Regions from separate parts of the Mus musculus genome. Here all the other regions are linked to region 2. A link is a contact called in public Hi-C and Micro-C data. All regions are on one chromosome and are shown on one strand. The core of a region is the stretch at or near the end of the contact, and the rest is flanking DNA. Distances in the headings are between cores, read along the strand shown. Region 1 holds the start of Wwc2 (WW, C2 and coiled-coil domain containing 2). Region 2 holds the start of Dctd (dCMP deaminase). Region 3 has its middle 32 kb from the start of Gm32052.

The links. A called contact is a pair of places that touch in the nucleus more often than the background predicts.
Region 1: a contact with region 2 is called in a Micro-C map of embryonic stem cells, with 2.2 times the contacts expected there. The contact joins the promoter of Wwc2 here to the promoter of Dctd in region 2. A contact is called at or near these places in 2 of 39 promoter capture datasets (cranial neural crest and second pharyngeal arch cranial neural crest), 4 of 484 Hi-C or Micro-C datasets (the G1E-ER4 cell line, embryonic stem cells, muscle stem cells and 1 more) and 3 of 115 datasets of contacts at active chromatin or transcription factors (extraembryonic endoderm stem cells, forebrain and trophoblast stem cells).
Region 3: a Hi-C map of muscle stem cells shows a contact between it and region 2, with 2.0 times the contacts expected there. The contact joins the enhancer-like site here to the promoter of Dctd in region 2. A contact is called at or near these places in 5 of 39 promoter capture datasets (the 3T3-L1 cell line, 3T3-L1-derived adipocytes, embryonic stem cells and 2 more), 4 of 484 Hi-C or Micro-C datasets (morula, muscle stem cells, nephron progenitors and 1 more) and 3 of 9 other capture datasets (adipose tissue, liver and pancreatic islet).

Annotation. Positions count from the first base shown.
Region 1 is chr8:47,988,683-47,993,039 of GRCm38.p6, reverse strand. Wwc2 (WW, C2 and coiled-coil domain containing 2) reads left to right here and starts at 2,496. Exons shown (of 23, transcript NM_133791.5): 1 at 2,496-2,974. The coding sequence starts at 2,844.
Region 2 is chr8:48,107,536-48,111,304 of GRCm38.p6, reverse strand. Dctd (dCMP deaminase) reads right to left here and starts at 1,347. Exons shown (of 6, transcript NM_178788.4): 1 at 1,057-1,347.
Region 3 is chr8:48,039,861-48,043,885 of GRCm38.p6, reverse strand. No RefSeq gene overlaps it. Among named protein-coding and RNA genes, the nearest start is that of Gm32052, 32 kb to the right of the region's middle. Within about 2 kb of position 1,800, at least 10 of the 459 cell types and tissues checked have an H3K27ac peak or open chromatin away from gene starts, as enhancers often do. A contact at or near this core is called in muscle stem cells, where this site is marked.

The DNA of each region.
Region 1 (4,357 bases), core at 1,247-3,746, 120 kb after region 2:
GGCGAGTCTCCGAGCCAGTGAATAGACTCGTTGCTGGTTAGTTTGTGGTAACTGGCTGGCTGGCACCCACAAGCAGCCTATACACCTTTCCTGGCCAATGATCACAGGCAGCCATAAGCAAACCGGAAGTGCGCCCATCTCTAAAAGGGCATCATCTGTACATTTCACAGATATGAATATAAATAAAGTCTCATTGATTAACCCTTAGGGAGTCTTCAAAGGGATTGTAGGAACTCAGAATTGGATCCTAGTAAAAAGGGTTCTGAGAACTGCAACCCTTTCTGTCACTTGGACTGCTTTTGGCTAACGTTTCCTGTGCCGATCAGCAGAAACGAGCCTGTGTCATTTTGGCATTTCTTTTTGAAGTCTGGGGATTCATGGGACAATAAACGTGAGCCACTTTGCATTCCTGAATAATATTTAGTTGAAAGCTTACCTGACTTCGTTATACAGAGGACGCCCATGGAGTGAGTATTCATTCCACGGAAGCAAGCTGACCTACTGCAACAGCTATGTGCTTCACTCTTACGGTTGAGATGTAAGGTGTCGACATGCTAGCACAATAAATATCTTCAAATTCTTTAGGGGAAGGGAGAAACTCACTAAGGAAGCCACAAATTAGGATAGTTTGGGTTAGTCACTGGCTACATCTTGGCCATGTGAATGGGCCAACATAGAGAATTACACATTCGGCAGTGTAACTTTAGACAGGATCCCTCCACCCACTGAGAGCTAGGACCCTGGCTGATTATCTTACTGCTAATAGGCTGAGGCAGAATACAGGTTAGGAAGCAGAAACTTCCCTCAACAAAGCACAAAAACCAGCTTCCACGGGCCTTGGCATTATGGGAAAGACCTAGAAAATGAGAGGTTTCTCTTGAGAACCTCTGCCTCTCTCTGGTTGTCCGTCCCAGGTACACCTGGTTTTCCAGTTCCTGGGGATTTCAAGTGTCTGCAGCTGCATAAACTGTTTCATTGAGAATAAACCCCTTTCCTTTTTTTAAAACCCCCTTCAAGGCACGTGGAGTCCCCTTCTGGAAGCTTGATTCAGAGCTTGGTTCTTACTGTCTAGTTCTATTCACAACTTCAGCAAATGCCCAGGCACAGAAAATGTCCTGCCCAATGCTAGGTCCTGAAGTTATTACATTGGCAGGTCTGGTTAAGGGAATTCAGACCAAGAGGTGAAGGATTGAGCTCTGGGGCCTTTCTTCCTAAAATCTGCCATTTCAAAAGCATCTGCTTAGAGGCCTGGGAGAATATTGACAAGGTTGGCAATGCACAGCAGGCTGTAAAGGTTGAGGACGAAAGGCTATTTCTCAGACTGAGGACAAGGGACACTGCAAGCTTAGTGTCTTGACTCTGCCAAGGCTTTGTCGTCTTAGGAGTCTGACATCCGGCTCCTACCCAGGGCCGATCAGCACTTAATAGCTAAATAAATAAATGTTTGTGAGAGATCTACACCTCATACCAGATGGACCCTTGATCAAGCAAAGTGTGGCCACTGACTCCCGCCTTGGCCCCCTTCCGAGTGATTATTAACCCCTTCTGCCACCCCACCCCCCACCCCCGGTCCGGGACTGGGGTGGAGAACTTCCCGGGACAGAGAGTTGGAAGGAAGGGACTGGATAGTGGACGCAGCCATGTCCCTTGGATTTAAACCCAGAAGGGGACGCCAGATGCACAGGGCCCTGACCCCGCCAGTGCAGCCCCCTGACCCGGCGGGGCAGCACCGGTGATTCGGACCCCTAGGGCCCGCGCGGGGCTGACTGGCGGCGACAGTGGCGGGGTGGCCCTGTCGCTTCTAAGGATCAGGCCGGAGTTGCCCCGTGGGCCACTGGGGCGGACATGTCGCAGCTCTCATGGATAGGGACCCGCCTTTACTTTGCTCCCTTAGGCCCGCGAGGCCCTGGTGAGGTCACCGAGGGCCAGACTGAGCAGAAGGCTCGGGGGCGCCGCGGCCCCGGACACGCCCCGGACACACTCCCAGCGCTTTTTGCACACTTCCCCACCGCCGGGAACAGCCAAGGCACGGGGCGCGGCGTGGGGGGGGGGGGGTGGGGGGGGTGGGGGCGTTCTGTGCCCTTACTGTTTGTTGGGACTTCTTCCCAGGACAGCATTCCCCACCCTTTCCTCTCGAAAGTCTTGTGGTTTCCCTAGAAGACGGAAAGAGGTTGAGAAGGTTGCAGACTTTTTTTTCTTTGGCTTCTTTTTCCATCCAGAAAGCCCTCTAAATCCCCAAAGGGTCTGGCGGAGAGGGGACATCTCGGGCTGCAGAGGAGGGAGCGAGCTGTGCATTCCTCCGCCCTACCGCCTCCCACCTGGCCTCGTCGCTCCCCTCCCCCGCCCGGGCTCAGCCCCGCGTCCCGCCGCGGCCGCCCCGGCAGCTGCAGGGTTAAGCTCAGGAATGTGGCGGCGAGGAATGTGCATGCAGATGAGGCGGGCGCGGGGCGGGCCGGGGGCGGAGCGCATGCTAATCGCATGCAAATGAGCAGGCCAGTCGCCGCCGGGCCGTTGCTCCGCGGAGCTTCCCGGATCCGAGCCCAGACGGCGTCGGCCGGGGCAGCCTGGGCGCCGCGACCCTCGGCGGCCACAGGGGGACGGGGAGGAGGAGGAAGAGGCGGAGGCAGCGGCGGCAAGGAGGAGGAGGAGGGCTCGCTCGTCTGTTCCGACGCAGACATGGTGGACTGATCTCCGGCAGGGCTGAGAGCAGGGATCCCCGAGGCTTCCCCGCGCGTAGCTCGCCGTGCCCCTCGCCCCGCACGCCCCTCGCCGGCACCCGCGTTCCCGCCGCGCCCCGCGCCCGGTCCCTATGGAGGCGCCGCTCGCCGGCGAGGCCGCCGACCATGCCTAGGAGGGCCGGGAGCGGGCAGCTGCCGCTACCCCGGGGCTGGGAGGAGGCCAGGGACTACGACGGCAAGGTTTTCTACATCGACCACAACACCAGGAGGACCAGCTGGATCGACCCCCGGGACAGGTGGGTGGCCGGGCCCCGGCCGGGTGCGGGGACCCGCCTCGGGAAGTGCTGCGGTGGCTGTTGTCTGGGAGACCTGGAGGGCGCCGGGGGCGTGGGGCGTCGCCGGCCCTGCACCCCCCGAGGGGCTCCGGGGTAGGCGCGGGACGGTCGGCCTAGGCGCGGCTGTATCTGCCCGCCAGGCGCCCCTTCTTGGGCCCCATTGCCCACTGCCTTCCCCACACCCCTCGGGGACTTGTAGACACTCCCTGTCCCAAGGGAAGGGCCGGATTGGTGCCCTGGGTTGGCACCCTGAGTCCAGTTAGCCGGCTCAGGGTGTGTGTGTGTGGGTACTTGACCCCTCTCTAGACCTCCTGTGTGCTGTTTAAAGTTGGTCAGATGGAGGGAGAGGGCACCTTTCGACCTCTGAGGCACGCTGAGCTCGGGGCCTCCCGGAGGCCTAAGTGATGGTGAATTACTAGTCATCTGGGCCACCTGTGGCATCTCTCCTGCCTTACATACCTAGCTCCTGGGCACTGACTGCAAGCTTTTCCTAGGGCGCACCCCGAACCATGTCCTAGGGTCTGAACGTGGAGAGAGGGTCCCACTCCTGGCTCGACCTTCGTAGCTTTGCCCCTAAGATTAAAAAAACAAACCACTGTTTTGGAGTTTTGCTTCTAACCGTGGTTCCTCACCTGGAAACCTGGTCAGATTTTCCTTGTGAAGTGGCACGGAGACTGGAAGGGAACCTTGACCACAGCTGTGGGTAGCCCAGACTTGAAGCTTAGCCTAGTTTTTGCACAGCGATATAAGCATTTTGTTCTTACCTGGAGAGCTGAATGAAGCAAACAAGAGATCTAAGAAGTTCAGGAGCTGAACATTGGTGGACTGCTCACCAATGTTCTTTCTGTTTCTCACTCAACTCTCTCTTTGCTTTTAGAAGGAACACTTAGAATTAAAGTTGTTAGAGGGTGTGGACGGTCTCACACATCTGTCCAAACTCAGCACTTGTGAGGTGGAAGGAGAATCAGGAGTTCAAGGCTAGTTTGGGTTATTCGAAATCCTGTCTCAAAAAGAAAAAAAAAAAAAAAAAAAGGAATGTAGGGTGCATTTTTTTTTTTTTTTGTAAAATTTGAAATCTGTCCATTAAGGAGGTATTTTTGTTTTTTTATATTTTTCTAGACTGCCTCATACTGTATTGTAGCTCAGGCTAGCTGGCTTGGAACTCATTATGTAACACTGGCTGCTCCCAAACTCACAGCAATCCCCCTGCCTCAGCCTCTCCTCCGTGCAGGAATTACAGGTGCCAGCCACCACACCGGATGAGGAGTAGGGATTAGGGCCTCTGTGTAAATTCAAGTAGCATCTCTTCAGGGATGCCCCTGCCATTTGCAGTTTTAGCATTTC
Region 2 (3,769 bases), core at 98-2,597:
TCAATGGCCTCTTCTGCTGTGTCTGAAAACAGAGCTACAATGTACTTATATACATAAAATAAATCTTTTTTTAAAAAAGCATTTAAGTTCCTTTACACTGCCTCCAAAGTGTCCCATCCCTTACTTGCTCCCTTCTAAACATGGAAGGGAGGAATAAAAATGTGTAATATCTAATGGATTCCAGACACTTTAAATATCTCATTCTCTCTATATCTATATATGTATATATATAGATATATCTATATAAACACACATATATTCAAGTCTCATTTCTAGCTAAAGTAGGCATTAGCATCACATCTTACAAATTCAGAAAACTCAGGAAATTTGCCTCCAAACCCAGTATACTGTAATATAAACAAACAAATAACATTTGCAAACAGGCCAGTTTGGTAACTAATCAGGTGATTTTTTTTTTCCTTTTCCTTCCTCCTTCATTCCTCTGGATGAATCAACTCTGAGGAACGAATCAAGTAGGAGGAAAAGAGAACATGCTCATACTAAAACCAGGTTCTGTAACAATGAGCTTCAAGGCCAGGCCTTGGATGATGGTCTCTGCAACAGGGCTGAGGCTGCCATACAGGGCAACATCTCTTGTGAACAGGTAGAGGACTCCTCACCCCAGCGACCCTGCTCAACAGGGAGTCATGCCGGTTTGGCTGGCTTCCCACCTTGCTTTAAGCTTTAGAGAGGAATGGGAAGGCAGGGAGAAAGGACACATTTCTCCACCGCCAAGGGGTGGCTGCCCCGTGCTTGCTTTGTAAAGCTCCCCGGGGCTCTGTACCCACCACGAGCAACCTCAGAACCAGGAAACTGAGGCAGGGATGTCACCAGTCCAGGGAGAAACTGCTCCACCTCCGACAACTGCCCCCCCAACTCTGTGCTCCCGGTTCTTAAGTCTCCCTCCTCCCCTCCACGTGGGCGCCAGAAGAGACTCGGCGCTCACGTGGGCTGCACCCTCCCTCCCTCCCTCCCTCCGCCGCGGCGAGCCGGGTGCAGCCCACGTGCAGGCTGAGCACCCACGAGCAGGGTCCTCGGCCGAGGGGATGCGCCCACCGTCCGCTCCTTCGAGGTGCAGACCACGCTTGCACCGTCCACCCCACACAGCCGCCGTGCGCGCGGGTAGGAAGTCGGGAGGGAGGCGGGTCCGGCGCGCGGCGGAAGGGGCGGCGGGGCGGAACGTGGCGTGCAGCTCCACGCGGTCACAAGCTGCGGGCATCCGTGACCACGGATCCTTGTAAAGAGAGAGGATCTGCAGACTGCCCGGCGCGCGGGGAGCCAGAGCTTATCCCGCAGGGGGACCTCAGTGTCGCGGTGACCTTTACGGTTCCCAGTGAGGTTTGTCCTGGGCTCTCCCCTCCCGCCCCCCATTGGTGCAGGCATGGGCTCAGGGAGGGACAGCGCTTAGCCACACCCACCCACGGGCCTAAGAGTTTGAGCATTTTAGTTGACCCTCCCAGTCCTCTCAATCCATCACCAACTTCTTTAAGGAGTTAAGGAGTGAAGTTAAATACATAAAGGTGATTTAAAAGACCCAAAGATTCCAGGTGCTACGGACCTGAAAGGAACAGGGAATGAAGGGACCTGGTACTGGCCTCTATAATAAGCCTGCAGACTGTGTCCTAGCTATCTCTAGAATCACCTAGCCTGCAACTGCTTCTTGGCTTCATACTAGAAGGGTGTGGGTGGAGCCTTTGTGCCCCGAGGCCCCCTCCTTCGAAACTTTATCTGCATTGGTTTTTTGTTTGACCTGGTTTAGAGTTAACTCTCCAAACCTGTGAAAGACCCTGAGATGCATGCCAGTGCCTTCCCCAGCCACTCAAGGTGGACAGTTGCTCACTTGACAGTCCCCTGGTAAAGTTTGTAGCGGTCATATGCCCCAAGGAACTACATCTGATTTTCTTCAACATCGTTTCCTAGACTCAGATGTTTGACCCCTAAATCGGGAGGAAATTCCATCGCAAAATGACAAGTTTTGTCTTATCCCGTTTGTTTTATCCACACTTGTGGCTACGCCCCCGTACTCCGTCCCATTGCCCCATAAATAAAAGCTCCTGTAATGATCATGACTTCAAATCTGCACATCCCCGGTCTCAGCGGCTAATCCAAACAAAAGCTTGTTAACTGTATTAATTTAGGCCCGCCGAGGAAGAAGGATGAAAATAAACAGTTGGTTCTAGCTAATTTCTCACTAGCAAAGACACACCATTCTTCATGTCCGTGGTCCAGCCTGTGGATTCCGTAATTAAATTATGTGCTGCTCTTAGTGGATGCCAGGAACGCAAAGGATGAAAATATTTCATTGTTAACTATAGATTTTTTTTTCTTTGCCTTGATAAGACCCAGGCTTCAAAGAGCCACATAGATCAAAGTGATGATTTTCAATGTCAAGTTAGTCACTTTAGTTGACTATCTTGTCGCCACTAAAATTCATTATGTCCTGAGCAAGTAGTTTCTCTCCCCCACCCTCTGCTTGGTCTTTGTCACCCTCATCTATAGTCCTTGGGTCTTGTTGGATTCATTTCTCTGCTCACTAACCTACAGCTAATATATCACCGGTTGCTGCTGGTCCTTCAGCCACAACATCATTAAGCTTTCTTCCTTTGCTGTGGAAAGAGTGTCGAACATAATTTAGTTACTTCTCATCGTTCTCCATTCTGGTCAGCTCACACACTCCCCTCTGCAGTAAATCCAGGACCCTGCCTGCTGCACACAGTTGCCCTCCCTGTCCCTGAATTTCACTGAAAGCTCCTCTAGGTAAGGATGGCATTGTTCACAAGACAGGAAACTCTCCTGATTCATGGTTTCACAGCCAGAGGTTTCAGATTCTGCACCAACAGTAAAATGAGACAGCCAAGTGAGAAAAAGATGCAGGCCTTCCCATGTCCTGCTCATTCCCACCTTGTAAGCCCAAGTGTGAGAGTACGTGTTAAATCTCCCGCTAATACCTTTCCTTTTGGCTCACAATGGAGGCTCCTGCTTCACCTACAACACAGACGGGGCTTGCTGAACTTACAGACATATCTAGATTTTACCACCCTAGGCAAGGTGAGGGAGGGGCCGTCTCAAGGAGTAGACAGCATTAACGTGTTTGCAAAGGTTCTACTCAGGCTTGGGCTCACTCCCCTGCTTACAGAACTTAGGCTTATCTATGTGTATTACATTATTAGAATGTATTTCAGTAGCTCAGAGAGGGGGGCAGATTAAAGAGGCCAGTCGATGTAAAATTCCTATATAATATATATAATGTATATATGTATATACACATATATGTATATAAATATATAATATATAAATATATAATATAAATATATCATATACAGTGTATATGTACATTGTGTGTGTACATATATAATACACAATATAAATATATATTATACCCATACATACACACACACACATATAAAAGAGAACTTACTAAAATGACTCAGTCTGCAGTTCAGCTAATTCAACAATGGCTAACTGTGAACAGAAAGTCTAAGAGTCTAGAGGAGTTGCTCAATTCCACACGGCTGGGTGTCTCCACTGGTCTTCTCCCAAAGAAGTAGGCTCCGACGCCAGTTGAAGGATTGGACTTGCTAGCAAGGTGAGGACAATCAGGTAAGGAGGAATACCTTCCTTCCATGTCCTTGTATAGGCTTCTATAGCAGAAGGTGTGGCTCCGATTAAAAGTGTGTCTTCATACCTCAAGAAGGTGTGTTTAGCCAGGCACACCTTTAATCCCAGCACTTGGGAGGCAGAGGCAGGCAGATTTCTGAGTTCGAGGCCA
Region 3 (4,025 bases), core at 551-3,050, 68 kb after region 2:
TTGAGAACCTCTCTGGTCTAGAGCCTATTTTTCTCTTAAGTGTATAGATATAAAAGGATTTGCGTCCTATCTGCTGTTGAGGAGAAAACTCTGCACTGATGGCTACAGCAGTAGGAGCTATGGGTTTAGCAAAGCCTCGGCCTTGGCAGATGGCTCTAAGCTAGCTTCCATTTAAGGGATAAATTTTAAGCTTAAGAGGCCAATCCATATTGCTTGATGACTACTTCTTCTTCTTTTTTTTCTTTTTTCTTTCAGAGTACTTCTGGAATCAAATAGGATTTCGTCTCCCAGAACTGTTGTTGCTTCTGTTAAAGGCTAATATCCAAACCCAAGTTTATCTGGAACGTCCAGACACCTGGGACCACAGATAGTGACAAATGAGACTGTCCCCATAAGCACAGATGGTTGGTAAGCTTGTGGTACCGCGGACTCATTTTCAGGGACGCGATCAGGTACGATGGAGCCAAGTTATTTTCTTTTATGAACTTTTAATGTTTTTGGCATACTTGGAAAGCGCAATAAAAATGAAAAAGCATTCATCAATATTAGCAGATCTCAGTAATCCTACTGTTGTGTAGGAATATCATCAATTATGTACAGCTCCCACCAGGCTGTACAGAGACTTGTCTTACGTTCTCTCCAGCTCGTCATTAGTCCCCCAGCATGCCCAACCCCCACCCTTGCCGGCTCACAGAAGTCTGCTGGCAAGCCGAGGTGCTAGACCTTGAAGGACTAGGTGGTCTTCCAGTTCCCAGTGAGCAGAGCACAGCTTTTTAAGAAGTAACTTGGTCTAAAATAATCCACTTGTTCTTCGGCACAGGAAGTACACATTTGTTCGGACTGTGACTAACGCACTCAGCCTTTTCCCCTTTGGTATGACATAATTGCTTGACATTTTGGCCGCAGTACATTTGGTGAGCTTCTCCTCACCAGCTGAGCTCAGGCTTGAACTGTACCTGGTTAACTCACACCCGAAGTGAATTAACAGCAAACGGACAGCCAGCAAATGGAACCTGCTTGCAGGGATGTCTCTCTCCTGAAAGTGACCGTCGGAGCCTCGGGCTGAGCAACACGCTGGGTGGTGTGTGTGTGTGTGTGTGTGTGTGTGTGTGTGTGTGTGTGTGTGAAGGGGTGAACACAAGGAAGTTCAGACTGGAGCAGGGAGGACCGTCGGAGCCTCGGGCTGAGCAACACGCTGGGTGGTGTGTGTGTGTGTGTGTGTGTGTGTGTGTGTGTGTGTGTGTGTGAAGGGGTGAACACAAGGAAGTTCAGACTGGAGCAGGGAGGACCGTCGGAGCCTCGGGCTGAGCAACACGCTGGGTGGTGTGTGTGTGTGTGTGTGTGTGTGTGTGTGTGTGTGTGTGAAGGGGTGAACACAAGGAAGTTCAGACTGGAGCAGGGAGGATGGAGGGAAAGAATAGTGCAGGGTCCTCTTGTCAGGTGTTCAGAGGACAAGTGACCCTAGCATGCACATAACTGGTGGCTTCCCAAGCAGGCAAGGAACACCTCCCGGGAGTGTAGAGGGCGTTCTCTCAAGCATTCTGCCTGCAGATTTTGACTCCTCCCTTCTGAGCATCTCGGGTTCCTGGTGATAGAAGTGTGTGTGTGTGTGTGTGTGTGTGTGTGTGTGAGAGAGAGAGAGAGAGAGAGAGAGAGAGAGGACTAATCCCAGTGAGGTTCCAGTATTGATAGAGTAGCAGAAGCCAGAGGCCTCTGCTCCCAGATCAATGACTCATTTGCAGTGAACATCTGCAAGCCAAGAAGTGAGGCGGACTGTGGGTGTGCTGTGGGGCACACTGTGACACACTACAGCTTCCACAAGAAGGCTTTTTTTTCTCTATTGTAGAGGAGGTTGCATGGGTGGAGGGTGGGCATGAGGGGAGGGAGGGAAATGAGATTGGGGTACATGATGTGAAATTCACAAAGAAACAATAAAAAGCTAAAGAACAAAACAAAACAAAACAAAAACAAAAACAAACAAGAAACCCCTAGAGATCCCAGACAGGAACTGGGCAGAGATAACGCACCCTCAAGGACCTACCCCATCAGTGACCTACCTCCTTCAGGTAAACCAAACCTTCCAAAGTTCCCCAGCCTTCCCCAGCAGCACCAACTGCCGAGAACAAGCCACAGACGCACAAGTTTGTGGGACACTTCAGATTCTTTTACTTAAACATCGTTTCATTGTCTGGGCTGTATCCCCGGTGGCTGGACCAGCATGAGTACAGCGCAGAGGACAGGAGCCCAGGCCAGCCTGACTTGAGCTGTGACTGAGATCAGTGGGACTGGAAAGGACTCAGTGCTGATCTCCCAGGCTCATATCCAAACTTCAGTAGTTGCTAAAGTCTGGTAAGTACCCAGCCTTATCTTACAAGATGACAGCATATTATGACAGCTTCCAGACACTGGTAGAAGCTTTATAGGAATGCATATACATATATATACACATATACATACATATATACATATACATTCATTTAAATTTCCCAGGGCATGTAGAGCACTGGTTTATACATTTGGAGTGATAACTGTGGATAATTTAAGGACCTTGGTTTCTGCAAATGGAAATCTTACAATTTGCCTCCATTAGTCAATGTTTTTTGTTGTTTTGTTAAAAGTAATCAAACCAAATGGATCCTGTGTACGAGAAGTTGTGAGAGATACGGAGCCAGCTAGCCACACAGCAGATGGACCCACACTAGTCAGACCAGGGTAAACTTACAAAATGACGCCATTGATGGAGTCTGCCGTGAGGACAGAGAGCTGCTCCGAGTGGCTTGGCCCCACTGGCGTCTCTGCCGCATTCTCTGGTCTATTTTTCCCCTGTGGTTCCTCAGACAAAACAGACTGTGGTATGCTAAACTCGGACCTCAGAAACTCAGCAGTTTCAAACGTTTCCATGAGGTGGTGACATTAACAAATTGTGAGACCTTGAATATTTAAAAAATTCTAGCTTCCCATTTTCTCATTTAAAAACTCAGGCACAGTAGTGCGCACATCGCAGTGCTTGGGAAGCCGAGGTAAGAAGAGTTGCCAGTCAGCATGAGCTGTGTGTAACATCCAACATGAATTCCTGTACACTACAGTGAACACACATGAATAACTGACTCTTCAGTAGTTTGGGTAAGAACAGGTAGTAATAGTCAATTATATAATTACGGCCCTCAGCAAATGCTTTGCATAATTTCTTAAAATTCTATGTGGCATCCTAACCACAGTACCCCCTTCTCCTCCCAATCCTCCTCCCAACCCCCCACAATGCTTTGCATATTTAATTCCCACTCAACCACTGCCTTAGTTAGGGTTTTACTGCTGTGAACAGACACCATGACCAAGGCAACTCTTTTTTTTTTTTAAAGATTTATTTATTTATTTAATTTATTTATTATATGTATGTATGTACACTGTAGCTGTCTTCAGATACTCCAGAAGAGGGCATCAGATTTTTGTTACGGATGGTTGTGAGCCACCATGTGGTTGCTGCGATTTGAACTCAGGACCTTTGGAAGAGCAGTAGGTGCTCTTAACCGATGAACCATCTCACCAGCCCCAAGGCAACTTTTTTTTTTTTTTTTTTTTTTTTTGGTTTTTCAAGACAGGGTTTCTCTGTGTAGCCCTGGCTGTCCTGGAACTCACTCTGTAGACCAGGCTGGTCTCGAACTCAGAAATCCGCCTGCCTCTGCCTCCCGAGTGCTGGGATTAAAGGCGTGCACCACCACACCCGGCCCCAAGGCAACTCTTATAAGGACAACATTTAATTAGATCTGGTTTACAAGCTCAGAGGTTTAATCCATTATCATCCAGGCGGGAACATAGCAGCATCCAGGCAGGCATGGTGCAGGAGGAGTTGAGATTTTTACTTCTTTGATTGAATACCACTAGGAGAAGTCTGGCTTCCAGGCAGCTAGGATGAGGGTCTTAAAGCCCATGCCCACAGTGACACACTTCTTCCAACCAGGCCACACCTACTCCAGCAAGGCCACACCTCCAAATAGTGTCACTCCCTGGGCCAAGTAAATTTAAGC